Regions from separate parts of the Mus musculus genome. Here region 2 is linked to region 1. The links are chromatin contacts, called in public promoter capture Hi-C maps. All regions are on one chromosome and are shown on one strand. Each heading gives the region's core, a stretch centred on a gene start, on an enhancer-like site or on the middle of the called end of the contact. The rest is flanking DNA. Distances are from core to core; before and after follow the strand shown. Region 1 holds the start of Pcbp2 (poly(rC) binding protein 2). Region 2 holds the start of Nckap1l (NCK associated protein 1 like).

What was found. Capture Hi-C pulls out chosen DNA fragments and counts their contacts.
Region 2: a contact with region 1 is called in a promoter capture Hi-C map of liver, with 5 times the contacts expected there. The contact joins the promoter of Nckap1l here to the promoter of Pcbp2 in region 1. A contact is called at or near these places in 1 of 39 promoter capture datasets (pre-B cells), 4 of 484 Hi-C or Micro-C datasets (CD4 T cells, CD8 T cells, neutrophils and 1 more) and 2 of 9 other capture datasets (adipose tissue and liver).

Annotation. Positions count from the first base shown.
Region 1 is chr15:102,468,748-102,472,029 of GRCm38.p6, forward strand. Pcbp2 (poly(rC) binding protein 2) reads left to right here and starts at 1,885. Exons shown (of 15, transcript NM_001103165.1): 1 at 1,885-2,056. Gm36331 (a long non-coding RNA gene) reads right to left here and starts at 1,749. Exons shown (of 2, transcript XR_384469.3): 1 at 1,508-1,749; 2 at 694-974.
Region 2 is chr15:103,452,375-103,455,210 of GRCm38.p6, forward strand. Nckap1l (NCK associated protein 1 like) reads left to right here and starts at 1,451. Exons shown (of 31, transcript NM_153505.4): 1 at 1,451-1,607; 2 at 2,597-2,707. The coding sequence starts at 1,506.

The DNA of each region.
Region 1 (3,282 bases), core at 635-3,134:
TCTTAAGAAACAACAACAACAACAACAACAAAATTTATGCATATGTGTATCTGTAGGATAGTTATGTGCACCCGAGGGTGTAAGCACCCTAGCAAGCCAGAAGAGGGCATCAGATCTTTGGAGTTGAATCTTCAGGGAATTGTGAACCCATCTACAGGGAACTGAACTTGGCTCCTTTGTAAGAACAAGTTGTTTTTGTTTGATTTTTGAGAGTGAATCTCACTATGTAGCTCTCAGTGTCCTGAAACTTGCCATGTAGATCAGGCTGACTTCAAAAGATCTGCCTGCCTTTTACCTGCATGTGCCTCGGACTCCTTACAGATGTACCTATTTATTTTGTATGGGTTTTACCTGCCATGTATATATGTGCACCACTTGTGTGCAAGTGCCTGTGGAATCCAGAAGAGGGTGTTGTATCCCATGGAACTGTGAGATCCTATGTCGGTACTGGTGATTGAACACTGAATCTCTGGGAGAACAGTTGGAGAACTATTGAGACATCGTCCCAGTCCTAACAGCCAGTGCGATGGAAAGGGCGTTTGCCATCACGCCTGATGTCCTGAGTCCGATCTTCAGGACCCGCTTGGTTGAAGGAGAAAACTGACTCCTCCTGAAAATCCTCCTTTGACTTCTTCCTGCCTGCTGTGGTGTAAGTACACACACACACACACTCAGTTTGTATACACACATACAAACCGTTTAAAAAAAGGTTTATTGCCTTTTTAAAGACACCAGGATAGTTGTCTTGTGTTGTGTACAAAATTCTGTGTTTTCAAGATGTCTTTTTTTTTTTTTTTTTTTTTTTTTTTTAAGGAGCAACAGGCAACAATAAAGCAGCGTTGCTCTACAGTCCAAGGTGGCCTGAGGTTCACCTTTGTCATCCTTAAGTTCCCCAATGGTATCAGCTTGTATCACACACTGTGCTTGGCCACAGAGTACCTTCTTGTACTGATGTTTAACTTGTTCTTTCGTTCCTATAAATGGATAATTAGACTTAATAAAAAGATTAACCAATTTGGGCAGGAATTCTAGATTATACAGTACTTCTTATATAATAGTGAGATATTCACATGATCAATGTTGTCCTAATACAGTGAAGTTTTAAAGTTACTTTTCTTTCTTTCTTTTTTTTTTTCTTTTCTTTCTTTCTTTTGATTTCTAAAAAGCCCTGTCTGTCCTGGAACTCACTCTGTAGACCAGGGTGGACTCGAACTCAGAGATCTTCCTGACTCTGCCTTTCCAGTGTTGGAATCAAGTTGGGTACCACCACCGTCTGATTTAAGAACATTCTTTTACGTTTTAATTCTTTATTATAATTATTATTGCCTGATTCAGTATCTGGGCTGCAAAATAATGATGTTTTCATTTCTTCTGCACTCACTAAAGTGGATTATTTTTAGAGTAAGCAGTTTGCCTGACACTTTCAGTCTGGCCATTCGTTTTTTATTTTAGACAACTGTTATTTTCCTTTCCCTCCCTCCTATCTTGATCCCAAAGCATTGGCCACCTCTTCGTATTTAGGCCTGAGCTTTCCAGTTCTTCCGCTAGAGGCCACTGGTATCCTCCGCGCCTCTGCGCTGCCGCTCTATCTCAGACCTCGCCGCTGGTTACTGGCCGTCTCGCTGGTGCCGACGCTGTCCAAGGAGCCGCTCTAGGCTCCGGGAAGGCGGTCCGCATTGCGTGGGGAAAGTGTGGACGACGCAGTCGACTCGCCGGCCCCCGGGGCGGTTAGCGCTTCCGGGGTCGAAGGGTGCGCGGGGTTGAAAGCGGCCCGCTCCGCCCCGTCCCCCTCCCAGACCAGCAGAGGCAGCAGCCGGAGCAGCCGCAGCCTGCGCCCTCTCCCGCCCGCCCGCCCTCCGCCCGCCCGCCCGCCCTCCGCCGCCCTCCACCCGCCCCGGGGTCTCTCTCCCCCTTCCTCCTCCTCACCCCCCCCTCCTCCGCCCGCTAGCGGGGCCCCCCTCGCCTTCCCGCCCGCCCCTATTGTTCCGCCCCCGGCCTCCCGCCCTTCCCCTTCCCGCCCGCTCCCCTTTTCCCCTCAGTCGACTCGCGCCTCCAGGTAAGCTTAAAATCTTCTGCTCCGCCGCCGGCAATAGCTTCTTCTTCCACTCGTGACATCCTTCTTGGCGGACTCCGGCCCTATTCTGGAGCCTCGGCCTCTCGTAGACCCGCATGAGCGTCTACTACTTCACTCTGCCTGCCCGGGCATTCACGCGAGGCCCTGGCTCCGGCGCGGCCTAGTAGGCCTCGCGCAGAGCCTGCCCCCTCCCCCCTCCCTCCCGGTGGCGGCTGCGCAGGAGTCAGGGAGGGCGCGCGCGCGGCAGGGGGGGCGGCGGTGGATTTGTTGGTTGAGGGGGGTTGGGGAGGCGATGGCCGGCTTGCTGGCGGGGCGGGTGAGCGCGGCTCCCCGCGGGGGTCAGGCGCTGGCGCAGACACACGAGGAGGCGCTGCTTGTCCGGCCCCTCCCCCTGGGTCGCAGCGCCCCCCCCTGACCGAACCGTTTATTCACCCCCTTTCCCAGTCAAGGGAAAGGGGGGGGGCTTTTTTTTTTTAAGTGGAAAATGCTTGGATGACCCGGGCGGGGGAGGGGAGTGGGGAGCTGCAGAGTTAAAGGGTAGGCGGACTCCCTGTTACCGAGTTACTCTGACGTTCTCTCGGGTAACGAATTTTGAAATTACAAAATGCCTGCCGCTATAAACCAGACCGAGCTATTTATAGAGGGGTAATTGACTGCAGGATTAACAGCTGGATTCCCAGGATGGGGTACACTTAGATTGACCTACTCAGGAGAGGAATTGACAGGTTTCTCAGATTACTTACATGACTTGGAGTTAAAAAAAATACATCTTCGTGCTTTACTTAAGAAATGAATTTGTAGCTAGGTTTTCAGTTTCTTTGCCTTTTGAACTTGTATAACTGTATTTCTAAGGTGATTAATATAACAGTGGGGAAGTGGAACTAACAGTTTTATACTGTATGAGGGGGTGTTAATCTTGCAGACTCAGTGAACAAGCATTGTTTTTCCATAAATGAGATGTTGATTTGTGAGGTTTTTTTTTTTTTGACAGCAATTAACTGTTTTCTGGAAATAGGGAACTGATGTGCTTTAGGGATGCATTTATGTAATCACTTACATCCTGAAGTAACCAGAAGATAGTTTGCATTATATAGAGTGGTGTGACAGTCACTTTAAAGTGCTTTAAACATACTTAAAGTATGGACTTGGGATTCAGAGTTTGGAGGCCAGCCTGGTGTTAATAGTTACATTCAGTACTGGGCAACATA
Region 2 (2,836 bases), core at 201-2,700, 980 kb after region 1:
GGAGTCACCCAGAGAACTTGTTGTAGGATAGCATGTGTTAGGGGCTGGAGAGATAGATGGCTTAGTGGTTGAGTACTTGATGCACTTCCAGAGAACCTAAGTTAGTAGTTTCACACCATCCACCTGTAACTTTAGCTCCAGGGTATCTGATGTTCTCTTCTGTCCTCCTTTGTCATGTGTTTGAGTGTACACACACACACACACACACACACATACACACACACACACACCTTGAAAACAAAAAAACAAAAACAAAACATGCCTGTTCTACCTTAAGATTTTGGGTTGAGGGTTGGAGAGATGGCTCAGTGGTTAAGAGCTCTGGACACTCTTAACAGAGGTCCTGAATTCAATTCCCAGAAACCATATGGTGGCTCATAATCATCTATATTATGATCTGGTGCCCTTTCCTGGCATGCAAGTATATATGCAGATGCACTCATACATTAACTAACTAACTAACTAACTAACTAACTAACTAACTAACTAATCTTAAAAAAAAAGATTTTGTGTTCAGCAGGTCTTGAGTGACGTCAAAGAATTTGTGTGTCTAGTAAGTTTCTTTTAAAATATTTTGTTTTATTGTTTATCAAACCTAACAAGTTTCCAAGTGCTGCTGCTACTGCTGGATCATGCTTACTGATTCACTGTACTAAATACTACAAAGGATATCAATATTAGATATCATACCTGTCATTAGGAAGGAACATATGATGTGGGTGGGAGAGAGAGAAAGCATATGCTTAAAAATATAACAAGGAAGCTAATCCCAGCACACTGGAGGTAGAAGTAGGAGATCAGAGGTTCAAGCTTATCTTCAACTACATAAGGAGATAGATTGAGTATAGCCTGGGGTTTACAAGACTTTCTCAACCCTTGCAACCATGTGATATATATATATATGTGTGTGTGCGTGTGTGAGAGAGAGAGAGTGTGTGTATGTATATATATGTTTATATATAAATATATTTATGTTTATAAATAAAATATAGTGAACATGTCATTGAATGGAATAGTTAGAAAGAGACCAGGGTCCTAAAGGATGCTGGGGCCTAAGGGTCAGTAGAAAATAACAGGCATTCTTGACCGGGATCTAAAAGGGTAAGTGTAGAGGTGAATGGGGCTGGTAGTAGATATTTGTTTGGTGTGTGCTTTGTCTGGGACATTTGGGGAGAGGGAAGGCCAGAACAGTTGGTACTGCATTGTGAGGAGCCGTGAAAGCCTGTTCTCTTCCTCAGCTTCCGCCCACTTCTTACTGAAGTACTGCACAACCAGAAAGAGGAAGTCTCCTCTGCTGAGGGTGCAAGAGGAAGCACAAGAGGGCTCTGAAGGCCTGTGAGCCATAGTGACTGCTATCCTCCATGAGCCAATTACAGAAGCAACCGGAAGCTCGGTGCACCAACCAGGGCGGGTCCTTTTACACAGAGGGTGTTGCCAGCCAGGCTGAGAATATTTGGGGCATTTGGGTCTTGTTATCCGGATGGTCCTCTCTCTCGGTGGCCATCATGTCTTTGACCTCTGCCTATCAGCTTAAATTAGCAGAGAAGCTCACGATCCTGAATGACCGAGGACAGGGAGTTCTCATCCGCATGTACAACATCAAGAAGGTAAGCAAGAAGACCCGTCTAGCAAATCATGGCAGGAACCTGGAGGCCTGCAGGCCCAATAGTCAAGCCATATCTTTTTCTCCATTGCTTTAAGTGGCTTTCAGCCACTTAGACGGTATGGTTCCCACAGTTTGGGGAGATAGAGGGAGGCTTCTTTTTAAGGCGTGTCCTTTCTAGGTATTATTCTTGCCTTTTTGAGAGCATCACCTTTCCCCTATGACTTAGGGTTGGGTGGGAAAGAGAATATTTGTGTTGTGAGTGATTTGATTAAGGGTCTGGGGTCTAGAATTTGGGGTTTACTTATTGTCAGTTTCTCTAGTTTTTGAGTTTTCAAGTTGTGTCTCTGGCAAAAATTGTGTTTGTGTGTGTATGTGTATGTTTGTGTGTAATTATTTCCTTAAAAGGGGAAACATTTAAGGAAGTGGTGTTTTCTAAGGTAGTTTGGGGCTGTGAATGCTGCGTGTGTGTGCTTAGGAGAGTAACTATGAAACTGGACAAAGATGATGCCAAAAGGTGAGCCAGCGACTGTAGAAGGCAGGATAAAGGTGGGTAATTGTGAGACTTTCCAGGAAGAGAAAGAAGGAACTTGTGGAAACGGACCTTTGTGCGTTTTGTAGTAAAGCACCAGGAATATGGTTTCTGTCATGTCGTTTGTAAAGTCTCTTGGGACCCAGAGCTTTATATAAAGTCCAACTTATGATCAGCCACTTTTCTCACTACTTCCGGCTTCAGAGGAGGGGTGGGGAAGCAGCTTCCTCTCTGTGTTAGAGCTAAGCCTCAGTTAAGACAAGATGCCAGGTTGTTAGCTCTTAGGAGTACTAGTTCACTGTCTGGAACGAACTTGGTTTTCAACTACCCTCATGCTTTTATAATAAAATTTCAGACTGCCATTTCCAAAAGAGATAGTGGGAGTGAATGATGCATCCAAAGGCTTGTATCTAAATGGAAAAATAGTACGGTAGTTTAATATTACTTTTTTTTATGTGTAGACCTGTTCAGATTCAAAATCCAAGCCACCTTTTTTACTGGAAAAGTCCATGGAATCATGTCTCAAGTACATCAACAAGAAGTTTCCCAACATAGATGTCCGAAATAGCACGGTGAGAACTTGGGTTCATTTCCTCCTTTCTGTAACATTATTCTTGCATGGCAGATTATTGCAGACTCTCCACTTTGTCTTGTCTTTAAGTGTAGCCACCTATAGTTTCCTAGACTCAGACTCGGGGCTT